Linked DNA regions of Mus musculus: regions 1, 2 and 4 are each linked to region 3. Evidence: chromatin contacts called from public ChIA-PET and promoter capture Hi-C data. All regions are on one chromosome and are shown on one strand. Each heading gives the region's core, a stretch centred on a gene start, on an enhancer-like site or on the middle of the called end of the contact. The rest is flanking DNA. Distances are from core to core; before and after follow the strand shown. Region 1 overlaps Inpp5d (inositol polyphosphate-5-phosphatase D). Region 2 holds the start of Neu2 (neuraminidase 2). Region 3 holds the start of Eif4e2 (eukaryotic translation initiation factor 4E member 2). Region 4 overlaps Dis3l2 (DIS3 like 3'-5' exoribonuclease 2).

Region 1 (4,971 bases), core at 949-3,448, 430 kb before region 3:
TACATTTTCTTTTATTTGAATTTTTAAGTGCGGATGGGCGTTTTGCCTGCATGTGTCTATGTGCTTTGTGAGCTTGCTCCCTAGCAAGGCAACAAGAAGAGGGTACTGGAGCCTTTGAACTTAGAAATACAGATGGCTGTGAGCCACCACGTGGGTTCTGGTCATCAGGAAGAGCAGCCAGTGCTCTCAGCTGCTGGATCACCAATCTCTCCAGCCCTTCCGTCTTACTTTTTGAGACAGGGTCTCACTGAGCCAAGAGCTTACCAATTGGGCTAGCCTAGCCGGCCAGGGAGCTCCCGGGATCCAACTATTTCTGCCCCCCCCCCCCCCACCCGCACTGGGATTGCAGCCCTTCTTTTTTCTAGACTCTGATCCTCATGTTTGTGTGGCCAGCACTTTCCTTGGGAGCCACCTTACCCACGCCCTCGGCTATGTTATGAGTGATCCAGCAAGGTTCCACTGGGGGAAATGGTATTTCCTCCGAGGAAAGACTCTCATCTGCTCAATACAACTCTGAATGACACCTGCTCTCAAAGGGCAAAGCTGAAATGAGAAACTAAATCATCCCATGGAGAAACAGAAATGGAGACATCTTTCCAGGGCACAGAGGTCGCTAGCATGCTGATTGATTTTTGTACTTTTTCTGATTTGAGTGAGAGCAATAGGATATTGAGTCCAGAGACAAATCGTTAGGGATGTCTGGATGGTACAGAACCAATCCCGGCAGCATGCACTGGCCAGGACTAAGGAGAGAGGTGTGATCGAGGTTGCAGACCACAGCCTGTGGACCTGTGCAGTGACTCTCGGTGCTCAATCTGAAGTGTACGGTTTTCCTTTTTTGAGATTCCCCCCTAGCATAGACCAAACCTTGTATGTTGGACCACTTTCAGCTACGTGTTTCAGAATCCTATATGTACTTGAACACAAAAGAGTCATCTCACTAACAGGAAGCCCATGGGCAGGCCAGCTCCTAGACTTGTTAATTCGATGCAGCTAATCCAATAGCACCATTCAAGACCTGGCTTCATTTTATCTTTCTGCTCTGCTGTCTGCATGGTCCCATTCTCCAGTCACCTTTTCTCACGGTTGTGAAACAGCAGCAGCAATTCCAATGATCATATTCTAGTTGGGAGGGAGGGAGCCATTTTGTCTTGTGTCTGTTTCTAAGAAAGACTTTTTGATAAGACGCCCCTACGGAGTCCTTCCCCTCTGCAATTGAGTACTGTTCCCTGGGCTTAGCCTATCAACAGTTAGTGTCAGCTCTGTGCTATGCAGGAGAAGAAAACACAAACAAAGCAGACCATAACATTCTGGGATATGGAGAATTAGCAACAAGACGGCTTGGGTGCACAGAGATGGGGAGAAAAGGATAAGCCATTTAGAGGCAGAGATGGCAGAGCGTAAACACCCCTACCCCCAGACACCTGAGAATCAATTAGCTCTCCCTCCAGGCGCACAGGAGAAGGGGCAGGTGAGGGGTGCTTGTTTGTTTGCTTGTTTGTTTCTGGGAGTAAGAGTGTTCCAGAAGGCTGGCAAATGAGGGCAGGACTGGGCTTTCTCAGTAGAATCTGAGAAAAATAAAACAGATAAACTGGCTTAAAAAAAAAAAAAAAGTCAAACAAGAAAAACCTTTGAGTCTTGAAAGACCTGTGTTGCAAATTGATCAATCTCAGCAGGATCCACAGAAGGAAAGGATGCAGCGAGCAAAAGGTAATACCTGTCTCTCTACTACAACTGGCACGAGCTGGCCTTGGGTTGGTGCTTGGGACTTATTCATACTACATTTTCAAAGGCTATGGAACGACACCTCTGGGGGATGCTGAAGGGAAACTTGGCCCCAAGAATTTCCCTTTTAAATATGAACCCAGCTGCAAGATGTCCTGAGATAGTCAGAGGCTTAGAAAATAGACCTATATCTACAGCAGATAAAATAAAATAAAATAAAGCAAAGTTAAAACACAGGGCCCCAGAATATGGTTGCCAGGACACAAAGGGGTCTCCCTGTCTTCACATTGGCCATGCTAGCTTCTGAGCCTGTTCTGCATTCTTCCTTGTACAACCTCAGGAAATGTGTGTTTGAGCCACATCCTTTGCCCAGAGGCTCAGACGGAATCTTTATTTCACTTGGTGACCACTTAGAACAATAACAGCTGCCACCCGCTTCCTGAACTTCATAACAACGGCTCAACCGTTCGCCCTCCCCGACGCTTGTGACCGGCCAGCTCTGAAAACGTGGTTTTGTTCCTTCTCCAGATGCCGAACTGCCCAGAGCAATGTGACAGACATCACCAGGGACCAGGAACTTGAGTCACGCGTCTGATCTACACAGATCACGACAGGCTCTGGCTAGTGGGGTTTCCTTCTGTCTGGAAGAGTAACCTTGGCGTCTGTGGGAAAGACCATCTCAAAGCCTCTCTTCTTCTGAACGTGCATGAAAACCCACAGTACCCCAGTTTTCACAGTCCTTATCCCCAACACTGCCGGCTCAGCAGAGACAGGAAGTTCACAGAGATATTTATGCGACAGAATCATGAGCTGGGCTTTTTTCTTCTTCATAGGAAGTGTCAGGCAGCAAGAGAAGCCCAGAGGCCCCTATTCGCTTCAGTGGTGGACCTGGCTAGAGGTATCATGTCTAAAGGCTGCTCAGAGCTCTTCAGCCTCCTCAGACACAACACAGTTGTCTGTTAAGACTTCTTGTCCTGCCTCAGACCCTCCCTGGCTTCCCAGGGAGCAAAGCTACTCCAAAAGGCAACAACTGGGTGAACAGCTCACTCTGAAGTCAGCGGCCCAAGATGGATGTCACTTCCCTGAGGGGAGAGTCACTTCCTTTGTAGATTCAGGAAGGACCCAGGATTCACACGAACACCGCCTCTAGGCATGGGAACCCGGGGCCCGATGGGCTAAGTAAGCATCCTGCCTGCCTGCCTCTGGCCTCACACAGTACCCAGAGGATGTCCGCATGGACTTTAAATCAGAACACTCTCTGGGTCTGAGAATCTGCGTTAAACCTGTCTCACAGTGTCTGTGGATCCTTGCTTCAGTGCCCGGAGCAGAGCCAGGGATAGACATCCTCCACAGACACCTTCCACAGCCCACAGCACACTTCCATCTTCATCCTCCATCACCTTTGCAGCTTCTCGCCCTGCATGCACCCACCTCTTTTCCTTTGTAGAAACCGTACCCATCACGTCCACAGCCTTCCTCTTTCTTGACTGTTCCTTCCTTCATTATCTTTCCCTCATCTCATTATTCCTTTTCTTTTATGTCTTTCAGTCCCCCCCCTTTATACTGTTCTCAGCATCTCTTTCCCTCCCATTTTCTTCCCATTCTTTTTTCACCTTGCAGACTGAAGAACATGTGGCTGTCTCCCTTCTTTTTTTTTTTTTTTTTTTAAATATTTATTTATTTATTATATGTAAGTGCACTGTAGCTGTCTTCAGACACTCCAGAAGAGGGCATCAGATTTCGTTACAGATGGTTGTGAGCCACCATGTGGTTGCTGGGATTTGAACTCAGGGCCTTTGGAAGAGCAGTCGGCACTCTTAACCGTTGAGCCATCTCACCAGCCCCCTGTCTCCCTTCTTACCAAGAACTGGACATGGATGTCTCCTTACTAAGAACAAGGGCAGTAAAGAGAACAATGGCCTCCATGGAGACCATCCCTGTCATTCGTGAACAGAATTGTGACCACAGCAGGGGAGATGTAACATTCTATCTTCCTGTTTGGTCTCTTCACAGTCCCTGAACAAAGCCATGTGGCTGCAAAATCCTGAATGCACAGGACACACAGCCAAGTGCTATTCATGATCAAATACCATCCAAATAGGCAAGGAAGGGCCCATCTCAGAGAGACCACTACCCTGCCTCCCCTCCGTGAAATGGTCTTGGGTCCCATACTGCCGAAGTGTTTCAGTACCCATTTATGCCTGGAAACATGTTCTGAGCCCTGAGAAAGAAGACTTAGCTTGGAAGCAGGGTTGTGAACGCTAGTGTCTACCGCGTTAAACAAGAGAATCCTGCTGCCACCCTTCCCACCTCTGATTTTGTAGGTCTATAAGTAATGAAGTCAGAGCTGAGTCCCTGAGTGGTGGGGGTCGTGCTTCCCTCCATCAGTGAGCCTTCTGGACCACGAGATACAGATTGTCCTTGGGAAAGATTGAAGGTGGAATGAATGTTTCAACAAGGACCTCCCATAAGAAGAGCTGGGACCATGAAGGCCCTTGGTGTGTCGCTGTGCAGTCTCAGCCTTGCTCCTGCTGCTGCTGACACTAAGCAGGTTTAGGTATAAGGACTGAGTTATACAGAAACTGTGGCTAAGCTCAGGAAAGAATGCAGGTTTTGCTTCAACATGAAAAGAGGAACTGGAGTTAAAATAAGCAGTGGCCAAATACCAACGCTTCCTGAAGAATGTTTCTGCCTTGCCTTCACTGGCTGTGAGCTTTGATTTGTTCCTTATATTGTTTGTTTTAGCATGTCTGGTGTGTGTTCTGTACATGTGCATGCATGTGTGTGTGCATGAGCGTGTGCACATGCATGTGTGCCGATCTCTAACTCACTATGTACCTGAAGACTTTCCATCCTCTTAACTCTATACCTCTATCCCCAAGTGCTAAGATTACAGGGATGTGCTACTATGCCAGGTGTTACACAGTACTAGGGAACTGAACCATGTCTGCACATGCTAGATAGGCTCTCTACCAATTGAGCTTATCTACATCTCCAGCACTTGTAAATGTGTGGGGATTTTGTTGTTGTTGTTTTGTTTGCTTGTTTGTTTTTTATAGGACAAGACATCCTTATAGGTGGGGACTTTCAAACCATTTAGGCCCATGGCTTCCTGTCCCTTGGCTGGTATAGATGACCAAGAAGGTCATAGGTCAAGTGCAAGACTGAAACCAATTGTGTCCAGCAAGGCCATATCTCTTCTATAAAAACTGCCTGCTCACTGCCCTGGCTGAGGTAGCCACAGGA
Region 2 (4,807 bases), core at 443-2,942, 360 kb before region 3:
AACCAGAACCAACATTTGTGGCAATCGGATGTCATACTAGGCAGACATCTGAGATTCAATGGTGCCTACTTCCTGCATCCATGTCCTACTGTGACATATGGGCTGTACCTAATGGCGGCTCTCTGACAAGCAGAGCATGGCAGAGTGATGGGATGCCACTTAATGTCACTTCCACGAGCACATCACAAAAGTCTGTGGTTCTGGGAGATGGCTCAGCTGAGAAAGAGCGTGGCATGCAAACGAGAGGTCAGGATCCAGGTCCCCAGAACACAAAAGCTAGGTGGGCCTGGCTGTTCCCAGCACTCAGCGGGCAGAGGCGGTGATCCTCACAGTAAGCTAGCTAGCTAGACTAGCTGGATTTGACTAGTTCCAGGTCTAATGACTGACCCTGCCTCAATAAATAAAGTGGAGATTCTTCAAGGAAGACATCTGACTTCCATAGCTGAGCGTGCTCACGTGGAGCGCATCACACAGCCATGTCCTTGAAGAGAGAGATCTCTGGAATCTTCTGCAGCCTCAATGAAGCAAGGTGTCATGGCAGAGAGGCAAACAAACAAAACAGAGCAAGCTGCCCAGCCATGACCAGCAGGAAACAAGGCCCTCAGTCCAGCAATCCCCAAGGAGGCGTGCAGGCCTGCCAACAACCCAGGAGGCCTGTGTGCCTTCTCCACACAGCCTTGTAAAGAGGCGTTCTGGCCCTCAGCCACCTTGCCTCCAGCCAGTGAGAGCCCCTGAACAAAGAACGCGGCCAAGCCCTGCCCAGATTCCTGACTCACAGAAACCTAGAGTATAAGTATGCCCTGCTTCTTGGCAGTACCGGTTGGGTTAATTTATTACCAGCGGTAGGTCACAAAAAACAATAGCTCATCGGAGGCTTACATAAATATGGGCAGTGTAGCTATTAGCATTGAGAAATGAAAGCAATGGGTTAAGAGGCAAGGTTTTGGTACCAGCTAGGATGGGTTTCAATCTTGGAGCAGCTTACTATCTATGTGGCCTTGGGCAAGATGATCTATGAACATATGTATCTTTAAAATGCACCTGATTCTCAACTTGTAGTGAGGGCTCAGGGCTACACAGAGAGGTTATGCAATCTGCTTAGTTCAGTGCCTGCCACGCAGTAAGCACCAGGCAGAAGGAAGCCGTCACTAATCATAATTCACTGTAATAGTAACAATTGATTAAGACCTCTCGAATAGAGCAGCTGGTGTCCCCTGCCTGGGAGCTGTCAAGCTGAGCCCTGACGGCCATGTAAAGCAGTGATTAAAAGTGCTGGCTTAGTTGGCAAACCGCTTGGCATATGTGCACTGGGACTTGAGAAGATTCACAACTGTCACATAAAAAAGGGGCACAGTGGCGTGCTCCTTTAACCCCCACAGGGGAAGTTTGAGACAGGAGGGGAGGGTGCAGGTAAGATTCGGAGGATGGCCGATCAGGTAGCCTGGCCAATTAGTGAGCCCTGGGTTCCATAAGAAAAACAGAAAACAATAAGAGAGAGACCTGGTGTTCACCTCTGACTTCCACGTGTGTGTGCACGTGTACACATACTAACACAAAAGTGACCAGAACCCAAGAGGATCATAAACACTTACCCAATCTCAGACTCAGGGGGCGGGTCAGTCAGTGGTGGGGCGTCCATTCTTAGTCAACTTCCGATATTACCTTGCAGCCAGGGGCCGTTTGGGTCATGTCAACCTGCACCTCAGTGGCACCTCCCCTTTTGCCTGGCTCCTAGGGAGGTGTGTCTGGCTCCCTGCCTAGGTGCAGGGCACCCAGCAAGGTAAACACCCAGACAGGAAGTGCCTGTCCCAGGAATGGGGCCAGCTATAGGGAGGCAGGTCTGAAGGTCAGGAATGTTTCCCAGGGAGGCTTTTCCAGGCTATAGTACTCAGGGACAGGTAGGGAGCTTGTGTGCTTATGTGGGGGACACACAGACCTGCACTGAGGTGCCCGGACAGGACCGTGGATGGGAAAGGAAGAAACTGAAGCACTTATGAGGGGGCCTAACACCCAGGAACTTCTGGCTGGCAGGTGAGCAAAATATATGTTTATTTTATCTTATTTTTTAATGAAATGAGATCAAGGAAACCGTAGAAGAGAGGTCACTGCTGGGGAAGTGCAGAGTGTTGCAAGCATTGATTGAGAAGAACTAGGAAAGAGAAGGCAGCCAGACTGTCCATGGGAAGGAGAACTTGGCTACCCTTGCAAGATTCCAGCAGTACCTATGAGGTCCTGGCTATGCCTGTGAGCTCCCAGCCCATCTTGGCTTAGTGATTCTCCCAGCCCAGCGTGTTTCAACATCTGTGAAGCACGAAGCAGGGTGACCCCTCTTTCCAGCTCCTATACCTCCAGCTGTGGAGACTAGGGAGACAATGTACTGCAAAGGACAGGTCAATAACTTACAGGGCCCTGTGCAACAGGAACGTGCAGGGCCTCTTGCCAAAAACCGATAAAGAATCAGAGAGAGGCAGAAGCCTCATGTTAAAGTAACTGCAGAGCCCTCCAAGACCAGGGCACTCACTCCCCATGGTGCTCGCCCTGGTTGTAAATGTATGTGTAGACTGTGAAGTGCTGTGATTTCCGTGTGCTGTTGGCTCAAACCTCAGGGTTAAGGTGTGCTCTAGGGAGGAGACTTCACAGCTATGGAGTAACAGCCCCTGTGTTGCTGCCCCACTGATGTTGCTCCTCCTGCTCAGGGACCATTTCAGGACAAAAGACCCTACCCTCAGAACCCTCCAGATTTGTGTGCTTGGTGGCCAAGAAGCCAGAGTATGTTGTGACTCGGTTGAGAAAACTCAGCTGGATATAGCAATAGAAGGTTCTTATTTCCTGTCTTGACCAATATGTGGGATATTCACGAAGCCATCAGCTGCAGGGAGCTGGACTTGGGATTCCTGTAGTTTTGGCTACTCTGCTATCTCAGCTAGTGACCAATGTCTTGTTGCCTTGAGAGAAATGGCTGTCTTAATGCAGAGAGACATTAAGGCTCTGGTTGGGTCCCCCCACTGTGTTTTCCTTTCCCCTCCCCCTTTCTTCATCTTGGCCCACATTTGATGTTACTTAGTCTCAGAAAGGAGAAGCCAGAGTCTCCTTGGAGACTCCAGCATCCTGGACAATGAAAATGGACAATAGGCCATCTTCCTCAACCACACTCTCAGGCCACTCTTTGAACAACCACAGATTTTCATGGACATGGTCCCCAGGATAGGGAGACACCCAGCCTGTCCTGTTTCCTAACGGTAGCAGCAGTCCCTGTGGCCCCACTGCCAGGGATACCACAGTGAGTTTGAACATTAATGAGAGGTCTTTTAAAGAATGTCCCATGGTGAGCTTCTGTTGGTGAAATAGCTGATGGGTTGACTGTGAGCACTTGTTCCCGCTCTCACTCTAGCTAAGTGTTTCAAGTTCCTAGGGATGAGGGGTTGGGATCTTAATGACTAGAACAGGAAGTTCCTGGGGGAAGCAGAAGCCTCTGTAAAGAATTCTTGGTGAATAGGATTGCTGAAGTAAGGGAAAGGTGGAGAAGTGCTCCTATCCATGGGACTCACAGACTTAGGAAGTAGGCTCTGTACATGCGGACAATGTCATCCCAGGAGATACACCCTTCAGCTGTAGATGCAGCAGGCTGACTGTGTGCCTTTGTCACTTTCACCTCTTTGCCAGGAACCACATGCATTAGTCATGGTGTCTACCATAGACTATAGCTTGAAGTACCCACTATCTAGATCCTTAAAGAGTTCCCAAATGATTTGCTGGTACATTATCTAAGGAGGGTAACTCTGGATAGAGAGTCTCCAGAAGTGGGGATCTCTTTGGATGTAGGAGTATAACTCAGCATTGGGAGAGAGTAGGCTTTCTTAGCCTATTTATCTGGACAACATAAAAGAGGAAACTGTAGCCGGGGACCTGAGCTGAGGGTGGGAGCTTGGGAGATCTCCTGATTCTCAGGATCTTAAGTCAGGGAGGCACACCTGCTAACTGGCTAAGTAAGTGTCCCCTGAAGCTCTCCATCATGATAGGCTGAAACTCTGAAGGGAGATGGTTGTGGATTATACGTAAGGCTGAGTTACCTTAGGCTATCAGCTGCTGGTGACTGCCTCTACTTCAGATGGGACCAGGTATAAGGATCCTTACACTAAATGTGGCCTTCCTCCCTTCCCCTCTCTGGTCCCTTACTCAGGGTTCCCAAGCTTCTCTTGTCCCTTTCCAGGCACTCTCCAAATGACTTGTTCTGGAGACTCTCTGTCCTTTTTAAGACTTGCCTTGGTCATGGTGTCTGTTCACAGCAGTAAAACCCTAATTAAGACAGTCCCTCAACTATTTCCAGTTTTTAAAGCCTCAGTACAGGATCTTATTTCAGCCTGGATAGCCTCTAGTTGGAAGTCAGGGGAAGTGTGGGCATGTAATAAAGCCATGTTTCAAAGGAAACATCGCTGGGTGGATACTAGGACATTGGACAGAAGCCTTCGTTTCTGCAGAGCTCCTTCTTAGGAAGTTACCTTTGATTCTTACAGTGAGTCTCAGATCTTCTTTTTTTTTTTATTTTAAAAGGGTTTCTGGCCTTGGGACAAGTCTTCCTAGTTGTCTGGAACATCAGCATTGTTGCCTGCAGCTCCCCATGGGTTTCTGGCCTCTCTGGAGCAGGCTCTGAGTTGAAAGCAACATGTCTGGCACTCAGCCGTCCTAGGCTACTAGCTGAGCTCAAGAAGCGAAGCATTTCTAGTGTAGGGTTCAAATGAAGCTGTGTTGAGGCTCACAGAAAATCAGATCTGCCTAGTTGTCTTTGGGGAAAACATGGCTGACTTGT
Region 3 (4,939 bases), core at 1,966-4,465:
CAGGTAATTCCCAACACCGTCCGAACTAGGCAAATTCTGTGCAGGGAGGAACTTTAATTTTCCACTCTTATCTCTAGCAACACACACGAACATAAAACAAACATGTTTAAGGGATGGATCTCCAAACATCAAATTAGGTAGTTTAGAAACACTTAAAAATAGGCCAAAAGCTAATGACAGAAAGAGAACCATATAAAATAGGAACCAAATCAAGGCTGGCCTTCCAAAACCCAGGACCTGAAAACCAAGTTTATCACAGTTGGGGCTGTACTTCTTGAGAGGGCATCTTAGAGTTTCACATGTTAATAACATGAAAGGCAATGAGACCTTACCACTTGTTGAGTCTAATGACCACCCTTTAAAGCTATTAGCAGCTTTGGTCACACTTAGAGGCAGAGCCCACATATTAAAGGAGGTTAGAGGGCCTCTTTAATCTGTGTCCATCAGATCATACTACTGCACTCACTGGAGACTACGCTTTGAGAATGATTCTGGAAAATTCTGGGGAGATGTTATAAAGAGTACAGACTCCAAATAAGGAGCAACATTCTACAAACTGCAGGGTTTTCACAAGAAAATCTGAAATGACAAAACCAAAACCAGGGACAAGGGTACCATTTTAATTGCTAATTTCAAATAAAAGCAAGCTTTTATTTTTGTCCTTTATTGCAAAGTTAGAAGACAGGTGGGGTTGAAGAGATAACTCAACAGTTAAAAGTACTAACCGCTCTTCCAAGTCCTAAGTTCAATGTGAGCAATCACATGGTAGCTCACAACCATGTGTAATGAGATCTAATGGCCTCTTCTGGTATGTCTGAGGACAGTGACAGTGTCTCATATACAAAATAAATAATTGAAAAAAAGAAGAAGAAGGAGGAAGAGGGCATTAAAAGACCCTACTCTTTACAACAGCTCATAGTTATAAACAATTAAACCACCCAGCAAATGTTGATAAAGACACTTGAACAAAGTAGAAGAGTGAGCCTGAGCTGGCCCTTTAGGCTATCTTGCACTAGTTACTTAACCTTGAAAAGCCTCATTTTCCTTAACTATCAGAAAACATGCCAAGATCTCTTTTGCAGAGTTATTAGGAAGAAGCTAGTGGGAAATAGAGAGGAATATAATACATGCAATAGGGACTTGGGGGACAGCTAGAAGAAAAAAAGCGAGCTAGAGAGGGACCACAGCGAGTCCAGTGGGGGCAGGGAAGAAGGAGAACAAAGTAATGGCCTGAGTATGAAGGTGTCCTAATAGAACCTGCTACTTTCTATGCTAACCTAAAAAGTTAGGAAACAAATCCACAGGGATGCCTCTGGGTGGCTGCAGTGGCTAGACTAAGAATGACCACCATAGGCTCATATATTTGAATGCTTAGTCACCAGGGAGCAGAACTGCTAGGAAGGATTAGGAGGTGTGTGGCCTTGTTAGTTAAATAAATAAGTAAAAAAGAAAAAGAAAAAACTTGTCATAAGAGTTGCCCGGCCGGGCAGTGGTGACACACACCTTTAATCCCAGCACTCGGGAGGCAGAGGCAGGCGGATTTCTCTGAGTTCAAGGCCAGCCTGGTCTACAGAGTGAGTTCCAGGACAGCCAGGGCTACACAGAGAAACCCTGTCTCAGACCCCACCCCCACCCCCCAAAAACAACAACAACAAAAAAACAGTTGCCTGGTCATGGCATCTCTTCAACAGCAACAGAACAGTGACGACGACAGTGGCCAACATAACCATCCTTATTCAAGACAGGCAACCTAAAAACTATCTTCTTAGGATGCAGTTTGATTTGTTCCAATAGGAGAAGAAGGGAGGAAGGGCTGCAGGTATGAAGCTAGGTATTGCAGGGCCTATGACAGGAGACCAATGGATCTCTATCCTGCTGGACTCTGCTAATAAGCAAGGTGGAGAAGACATCAGGTCTTTTCTCAAGAAGCAGAGCTCACTCAGCCACCATGAAAACCTAAGGAAGAGCTGGCTGTACAACTGGAATCCCCATCCCAGTACTTCCTGAGTCTGCACCTCTGAACTCACTGTATTGAAAACCTGCAGCTTCACCACCTATCAGTGAGTCCACTTTCCCTTCACAGCTCATGCTCAGCATTTTACACAGTACCTCTAAGTATTGCAGAGCGTGATGTGGTCCTTCCGGTCCTAACCACTACAGAGGTGAGATCGATGGCTCAGACTGGAGGACTTTTGTACTGTCAAACAGCTGGTGGGCTTAAAACTAAAAATGTAGGCCTTTGAATGATAAACCAGATTTGATCACTACAAACCATAGAGAGGAGGGAGCACTGCAATCTACCCAGGGATACAATTCTTGTGAAACACTAACTTAAGTGGGGCTAGATGAAAACGAAAATTACTTTTAAATGCTAAAAGATTTAATCGTTAGGAGGGGAATGTTCTCACCCCCCCATCCCCCACCCCAACACATATTTCTTCTCTGTACTTCCCAACTGTTCGCTGCGGGAATTGGAGATGAATGCAGGGGTGGGCAGCCACTAAGAGTTGAAAGACAGGGACGGGGTGGGGGATGAAGGGAGGGTGGTGGTCGGGGAGGAAGCAGGAAGAATCTCAGATGAAAAGCATTCCGTACTCGAGAGGCCACAGTACTCAGCGCGGCTGCCCCATTACCTCATCGCAGCTGCCCAACTCTACGACACGGGCTCTGTTACCGTCCCCGCTTGCAGAAGACAAAATCGAGGCTCGGAAGGGAGAGGTGACCTTCCCAGGACGCCGAGCGAGTGCGGGAGGGAAGCCGCGTTCAGAGAGAAGGCAGCAAGGCTGCGGAAACACCCGAAGCGCTGAGGTCCCGCCCCTCCACGCCGCCGGCAGCCCGCACCCACCAGGGCGGGGCGTCCGAAAATCTCCTTCCGGGCGGCGCGGCCTCCCCTCCCCCGGCCCGTGCCGCGCCGGGGTCCAGCGGCTCAGGGGTCCCGGCGACCTCGGCCGCGCTCTCCCGGCCCCGTCGGGCCCGCGGGCGCAGGAAGGCTCGGGCTGCGGCGGCCCGGGAGCGAGCGGCTCGGCTGAGGGCGCGCCCGGCCCCGGCGGGAGCGGTCCCGGGGGACGGTTGGGGGAAGGGGCCCCGGGGTCGGCCACGCGCCACTCACGCGTCGAACTTGTTGTTCATCCTCTTGCCGCCGCTGTCGCCACTGCCTCACGGAGTGACTTCCGCTCTACCGGGTCCCATCGCTAAGGGCCCGGCTACTTCCGGTTGGCTGGCGAGGCGCTCAGCGGAACGTCAGTGCTCAGGCCTTGGGCGGGGCCTCTTTCCCGGACGGGTGGCCCGGGACGACAGCGCTTGTTCCGACCGGGGCTGTCTTGGTGTGGCTGCTTGCACTGAGCATTGTCTACGCAGGCTGCCGGCCATCCACTTTAACCTCCCCGTGGATTCCAGGGGGAAAATGTCAGGCATAGTAACCTTTAGTAAATGGTATTCTCTGGCAGTTGATCCTTTGCTCTTGGTGTTTGGAGAGGACGAGAGAGCACTACAAACAAACTTGCAATTCTGGCTCTTGGGAAATGGCAGCAGGAAGATCCAGACCTGCCTAACCAACATAGTGAGTTCGAGGACAGCCTGGGATACATTAAGACCTTCCCTATATATTGGGTGAAGTGGGGGGTGGGGGGAGTCGAACCAGGGTGACAAACTTACTGAGGACCGAGATGGTCTCACTCATCATTGCCTCCTCAACTGAAGTCATTGTCCCCACACTCCTAAGGACTGTCCAAAACCACATCACATACACAGGAATAAATTCCCTAGTTGGTGATGTAACTCCAGAGCTATGAGGCACGCATTTTCCTGACCCATCTGCTGAACATATTACATTGTTAGATGTTTATTTTTAATCACCAGAGAGGAGGGGTAGAAATTGATGTTCGTGCCTGTATTTACAGGTGAGGAAAGTGTCCCAGGACTGGCCCGTGGTTGTCCCCTGGTCACTCAGCAAGGTCACGCTTTTTCTCCTCAGGAAGACCTCAGGGGATCATCCTATTGCCTGGCATGTAAGGGAGGCTGAGGAAGCTCTCCTGTCACACCCAGCCCAGTGGCTTTGGGCCTAGCCTTGCAAGTACTCTGGCTTTTGAGAAGAGAGAGGACGAAAGGAATTTGCAGGGCTAGGAGTCTTTCTTACAGTGTCTGAGATTGGATCAGAGATGGAAATTTGAACCCTATAAAGGAGTGTTCTAGAGAGTTCCTCTTACTCTGGACCCCAGCTTGCTCATGTGAAATGTGGGTCAGGTGAACAGGGCCTTTTTTTTTTTTTTCCGAGACACGGTTTCTCTGTGTAGCCCTGGCTGTCCTGGAACTCACTCTGTAGACCAGGCTGGCCTCGAACTCAGAAATTCACCTGCCTCTGCCTCCCAAGTGCTGGGATTAAAGGCGTGTGCCACCACTGCCTGGCTTTGTTTGTTTTTTATTTTATTTTATTTTATTTTATTTTGAACAGTGCCTCTTGACTATCCATACTGTGAAGAATTTCTAACAATGGGGGGGGGGGAGATAGTAAAACTCAAGAAATCCTTTGTGATCAGTGGGGGTGGGAGGAAGTATTACATTAGACGAATGGGACGTACTGCTGAAGGTACACATTTGTGCTGTGGCATCTAGAAGAACCTTGCTAGTTAAAATGGGTTACACTTTTAAAAATTCTAGACCTCATAAAAGCCAAGACTCTGTACTTAGATCCCACACCCCTATCTCCATAAAAAAAAGGCTTTTTTTTTTCTATCTTGTGTATATGGGTGTTCTGTCTGTGCATATGTCTGCACTATATGCATGGGCGTTTTGCAAAGCCAGAGGAGGGTGTTGGATCGCCTGCAACTGGAGTAACAGATGCTACATGGGTGCTGGAAACCAACCCAGATCCCCGGGAAAGTAGCCAGTGTTCCTAACCACTGAACTATCTCCACCCTCACCCCCATCCTTTTTTGAGACA
Region 4 (5,311 bases), core at 2,126-4,625, 470 kb after region 3:
ATGCACACACTAGCATGATGTCACACTAGCATGGTGTCACACTAGCATGGTGTCACACTAGAATGGTGTCACACTAGCATGGTGTCCCCTCAGGCTCCACATGCATGCACTTCCCTCCTCACTGCACCTCTCTGCCCCTTTTTTCATCCCACACTATTTTCTTATCTAGTGGATTTTGGTGGCTTTCTAAGTGGACGTCCAGTGCTACCTACTTAATACCCTTTGATGACTTGCCATTGTTCTGTGCATGATATCTGCCAAGTCCTGCATGGCCATGTGAAAGGGACAGTGTGACATGGTTTCCCATCCCTGGAACAGAGCCAGCAGGGTCTATGCCTCTGAGTGCTGACAGTTGCTAGGTGTAAGACTTATTTGTATATTTTACTTTCTGTTCCTCCTTCTGGGAAAGTCTTCTCTGCCAAGGTTGATGACTCCTTGATAACCAGCGACAGTCCAGGAGTCAAGGGCATGTCTATGTCGTTAGCAAAAAAAAAAAAAAAAAAGGTAAATGCTGTGACCTTCAAGACAGCCCTTAAGGCTATGGGAAAGAACTCTGAAAAATGAGTTCAAAAACATAATTTTTCAACTATGCAAAATATAAGGACATACTATGAATCATATAAGGAGATGATTCACAGAACAACAACAACAACAACAACAACAACAAAAACAGAGGCAGTTACACTATAACCCAGCTGGTCAGAAAGATATAAAGGCAGGCAAATTTCTGATTTCAAGGTCAGCCTGGAACAGAGCTAATTTAGGTGCAGGCGTGGTCTGAATGGTAATCTCAGGATGAGATCCCACCCAGTTAAATTTCTTGTTTGTGCTTACAAAGACAGGCAGATCTCTGAATTCCTCTGCAATGTTAAAAAAAAAAAAAAAAAAGGTGACTTGCTGTCTTCTAAGAATCAAGGGAGAAAGTGGTCATGGGATGCTGATTCCTGGGATAATCCAAAGGGAACCTGGAGTAAATGACTGAATTGATTTGTAAATAACACAGGCTGCCAGCTTGTACCCCAAGATTGACTTCGAGTCGTTTTTTTCCATTTCAAACACCCCTTCTCTCAGGAACCCCTTTCTAAGCAAAAGCTGGTCCCTGGCAAAATCCAAGTTTCTAATATAGTCTAAGTCCCTAAAGGACTTGGCTACTGCCTAACTCCACCTTTGCTCCATTAAGTCTCCAAAGGCTGCTTCCTTTTCATCCTCTAAAACATCAAGTCTTCTCCGTGCTGTTCTTCTGCTTGCTGATCTCTTTACCTATATTCTTTTCCAAAGCTGAAATTAGCTGCTCACTTTTGTTCTTTAGATCTCACCTACAGGATGATCTCACAGAGACTTCCCTAACCAATATGTGCAGTGGTTCCTTCTATCTATTCTCTCTCCTCTTTCTCTTGGAACATTAATGACCTACAATTTCCTTCACTTTTACAGTTATTTTTGCCTACCAGCCCAGTGACTTTTCTAGTGCTCATTCCCAAATGCTTGACATTCACTAGGCTGTCAAAAATGTTTCTTCAGTTCATTAGTTACCTATTATCTGCAAAGTTGACATCATCCCTTTGTCCCTGGTATCATAACTCTGAATACTACCTCTCTTCTTAGGGATTCCATAATAATGTCGCCTCTACTGTCCTGTTCTTGAATACTTACCCAAGCTGACCTGTGTGTGTGTGTGTGTGTGTGTGTGTGTGTGTGTGTGTGTGTGTGTGTTCTGCCTGTACTTCTGTGCATCATGTGCATGCAGTGCTTTCAGAAGTCAAAAGAGAGCAGATACTTTGGGACTGGAGTTACACACTGTTGTGAGTTGCTATATGTGTGCTAGGAATTAAACCTGGGTCCTCTGGAAGAGCATCCAGTGCTCCTAATCACTGAACCAAATCTCAAGCCCTCTGAGCTCAATTTTAACAAAGAGCAAAATTCCTAGAAATAATGAGACCATCATACCCTCTGTCCTGGAATAGGCCTTTTCAGAGGTCAAAAACAACATCTCGCCAATATTCTATTACAACAGGAATCTGACATCATGCCTCCAGCAGTTCTAAGGACTCATTTTGGACTTCTAGTAGTCAGTGCATAATCTGGATTCTGAAGGTGCCAATTGTACCCTCTCTTTGCCCATGTCCCTTAGTTATCCCCTTAAACCTCCTTTCAGGGTCTCACCTCTCATAGCACTTCCCATAACAACCAACCAATACTGCTCCTATGCATAGAGTACTGACACACTGATGTGAAACTTGGTTATAAAGAAAAGTACATGTCCTGAATTATATTTTATTGCTGAATAGTAATAATTCATTTACAAAGACACAAAAGAGGTTTCCTTAGCCACTGTGGTCTCTGTCCTACAAAAGAATGAAATCTCAAACTTTTGTCAAGGCATTAACTAATACTGTATTATTCTACTAATTTTTAAGATCCCTAATATCTTTCAGTATAAGAATTTTCTCTTGATGAAGAAGAGGGCATACTCTTATGACATACTTATATCTGAACACAAAAGTTGACAGATGTTTCTAAGTATATTTGATATGTTTAATTTTCTTCAATGGCACTAAAATATCACTTTTTGTCTAGCTTTTTACCTTACCCAGACAGCTACACACAGAAAGTTTTTATCCAAAAGCAGATGTACTCTGGTTCTCTGCCTATGAAAATCTTATTTACAATGTTGTATATTCTCATGGTGACCTCATATCTGGAACCCATTCCTCACCCCATCTGCAGAGAACAACTGTTCTCACATGTGGGGGGTAGAGGGGAAGGAGAGCCTCTGGCTGTGGAGGCTTATGATGTCATAGGCCAGGAGGAATCACTTACAAACTTCTGGGAATGTGGGCTGTTATATTGATCAGATCTTTCATTTTGTGTTAATGCCAGCAAAAAGTCACTTCAAATGGAAAAATTAAAAGGAGGCAAAAACTAATACTATTGCAGGACACCGATCCAACCCTATCTCGTAAAGGTGTGCTTCTATAACAAAGCTGGTTTTCTCTCAAGTTCTAGCAATTGAAGTTCCCCTCACTCTTCTTCAAAAGGCAGTATCTTGATTTTTATTCAGCCTGCAAAAGAAATACTTATTCAGCATAAGCTTAGTAATAAGCAGTGGCCAAGCCCCAGAGTTGGACTATCATGTACAGTATGTGTGGCCATGCAGTAAGGAAGTGAAAAATCAAATTGGGGACACAAAAGCCAAACAAAGGTAAGAATTTACCATATAAACAACAAAGCTGACTTCTAGAGGGCAGTCACACCCAACTAAGCTTAGAAAATGTGAGGGTGACATTTAAGTTCAGACTGCTCAGGGACAGGCAGTGCTACACTTTGATGGGAGGAAACAACTCAAGCTCCAGGACAGCAAGAGCAAAGTCCAGCAGAGTCCTACATTTAGTTTCATTTTGGGTGGTTATTGATGTTGCCTACGACAACGATGCTGGTGGTAGTGGTTTTGATTTTGGTCTTGTGAGACAAGGTCTCACTATAAAACTTACTAGATAGATCAGGCTAGCCTCAAAAATCACCAAAATCTACCTGCTTCTGCCTCCCAAGTACTGGGACTATCAGTACAAGCTACCACACCAAGCAAGCACAGGTTTTAGAGGGGAAATCTGGAAGTCCAAGATAATCAGAACATAGGACATTACTGGAAAGGGGTGTCAGGAGACAACAATGAGAAAGGCACATCAAGACCTCACATAGGAACAAGGAAGGCCAAGACACTTGCAGGTAAAGTAAAGTATACAGATGCCAAACCATGAGAAGCAAACAAATATGGTTTCTATTCTCTTAAGAGAGACTTCTCAGAGACATCCAGGAGAAATAAAACCAATGGTATTTCTAAATCAAAAGGACCAATGATTTGTGAAAAATTAATGATGTGTTCCAGAATCTACATCAATTACACGTACTATGGACACGGGTAACTATAAAAAGATGATAAAACCAGAGACGCTGATATCTGTTGTTTGGATGAATCTTCCACACAAAACACAACTAAGTCTGAGTTTTCAGAATGAGAGAAGGTGGGACTCAGTCAGCATTGTACATATTTATATACTTGTGTTTATATATGTGTGTAGACATGTAGACATGGGTGTAGAGGCTAGCAGTCAACACAGGGTGTTTTCCTCAATAACTCTCCACCCTGGCTTTTCAAACCAGAGTCTTTAGTGAAGCCGAGCTAGCCAGGTAGCTAGCAAGCCCGAGAAAAGCTCCTCTCTCTGCTTCCCTGCACCACTCCTCCCAGCCTTTATGTGAGAAGTGGAAATCCAATCTGGGTTCTCATGCTTGTGTGGTAAGCACTTTACTGAAAGCCCCAACCCTCACTTAATAATTTTAATTGAGTCAGGTACAACATAGTAGTATTTCTACCCAAGAATTATGAAAGACCCTTAATTCAAAGAAGGCATGTTCCTGCTTTCTTCTCTTGCCTTGTTACCTACTAGCTGCCTCGATGTCACACCAGAGCAAACCGAAGCTGCCTTATCCCATAATGTTTCACAAGTTCACCCTACAGCACTCTCCCAACAGGAAGTATTCCTGGCTCAAAGATAAATGCTCAAAGAACATCTGTTCAGCCACACCAGTGAATAGCCTGGGAACAGATTATGCAAATTGCAAAGCATTCAATAAATACTGTTTACTATTTCCTCTACAACTTTACCCATTTTTCCAGTCATTCACTATTCATGTGCTTCAGGCACACTGAACAATTAATTCAGTGATTGGCATAGTCTAACCCCACTACCTACTCAGTCTTAACAGTTCAACTGGCTACTTCACTTGGAAAGCTCATTTCCTTATACTTTTTTGCTCAACTGCACCAATCCCCAGCCTGGCTCATATAGATCTCTCCCAATACAACATTCCTAGGCAACATTGACATGAGCTACAAAGGCTCTCTCTTCTCTTCTCTCAAAGGTTTGCCTATGAGAGTCTAGTGGTACTTACCACCTATACATGCTATAGATCTAAGAAGCACAAACCCTGCACCATGTCAAAGCACAGAGTACAGAACAGGGAAAAGTTTAATAAACAAGATTACTGTCATTCCACATACTCAGGGGTTAAATAACCTGTAAGCTTTAAGCACCTGGATAAGTGTTCCTCTCTTCAAGCCTTCTGAAACATCCTCCTTGGACATGTAGGTTTCAAATATGCTCTTTTTCTTCCCTCGCATGGACTTGTTCTTTGACTTTTTGTCACCTGGCGAAGCACCAACAGCACTCGGGCCAACCACAGAGGACACACCTAGAAACATGAGGCAGCAATCAACTCTCCCTGAGTTACACATCTCTATGTTTTTAACTGG

What was found. Promoter capture Hi-C pulls out the DNA fragments that hold promoters and counts their contacts. ChIA-PET counts read pairs in DNA pulled down with a chosen protein or histone mark.
Region 1: an RNA polymerase II ChIA-PET map of memory CD8 T cells shows a contact between it and region 3, with 44 read pairs. The contact joins the enhancer-like site here to the promoter of Eif4e2 in region 3. A contact is called at or near these places in 1 of 39 promoter capture datasets (embryonic stem cells), 1 of 484 Hi-C or Micro-C datasets (the G1E-ER4 cell line) and 3 of 115 datasets of contacts at active chromatin or transcription factors (effector CD8 T cells, embryonic stem cells and memory CD8 T cells).
Region 2: a promoter capture Hi-C map of liver shows a contact between it and region 3, with 2.2 times the contacts expected there. The contact joins the promoter of Neu2 here to the promoter of Eif4e2 in region 3. A contact is called at or near these places in 2 of 39 promoter capture datasets (both in liver), 1 of 115 datasets of contacts at active chromatin or transcription factors (bone marrow-derived macrophages) and 2 of 9 other capture datasets (adipose tissue and macrophages).
Region 4: a promoter capture Hi-C map of liver shows a contact between it and region 3, with 2.9 times the contacts expected there. The contact joins the enhancer-like site here to the promoter of Eif4e2 in region 3. A contact is called at or near these places in 6 of 39 promoter capture datasets (the 3T3-L1 cell line, the C10 cell line, hippocampal neurons and 1 more) and 1 of 9 other capture datasets (liver).

Annotation. Positions count from the first base shown.
Region 1 is chr1:87,637,803-87,642,773 of GRCm38.p6, reverse strand. All of the region lies in intron 2 of Inpp5d (inositol polyphosphate-5-phosphatase D), which reads right to left. Among named protein-coding and RNA genes, the nearest start is that of Inpp5d, 20 kb to the right of the region's middle. Within about 2 kb of position 2,198, at least 118 of the 459 cell types and tissues checked have an H3K27ac peak or open chromatin away from gene starts, as enhancers often do. A contact at or near this core is called in the G1E-ER4 cell line and memory CD8 T cells, where this site is marked.
Region 2 is chr1:87,570,912-87,575,718 of GRCm38.p6, reverse strand. Neu2 (neuraminidase 2) reads right to left here and starts at 1,692. Exons shown (of 4, transcript NM_001160163.1): 1 at 1,593-1,692. It also overlaps a transcript of Ngef not described here.
Region 3 is chr1:87,212,190-87,217,128 of GRCm38.p6, reverse strand. Eif4e2 (eukaryotic translation initiation factor 4E member 2) reads right to left here and starts at 3,215. Exons shown (of 7, transcript NM_001039170.1): 1 at 3,110-3,215. The coding sequence starts at 3,129.
Region 4 is chr1:86,745,280-86,750,590 of GRCm38.p6, reverse strand. It overlaps Dis3l2 (DIS3 like 3'-5' exoribonuclease 2), which reads right to left. Exons shown (of 21, transcript NM_153530.2): 3 at 5,093-5,250. Among named protein-coding and RNA genes, the nearest start is that of Dis3l2, 44 kb to the right of the region's middle. Within about 2 kb of position 3,375, at least 3 of the 459 cell types and tissues checked have an H3K27ac peak or open chromatin away from gene starts, as enhancers often do. A contact at or near this core is called in liver, where this site is marked.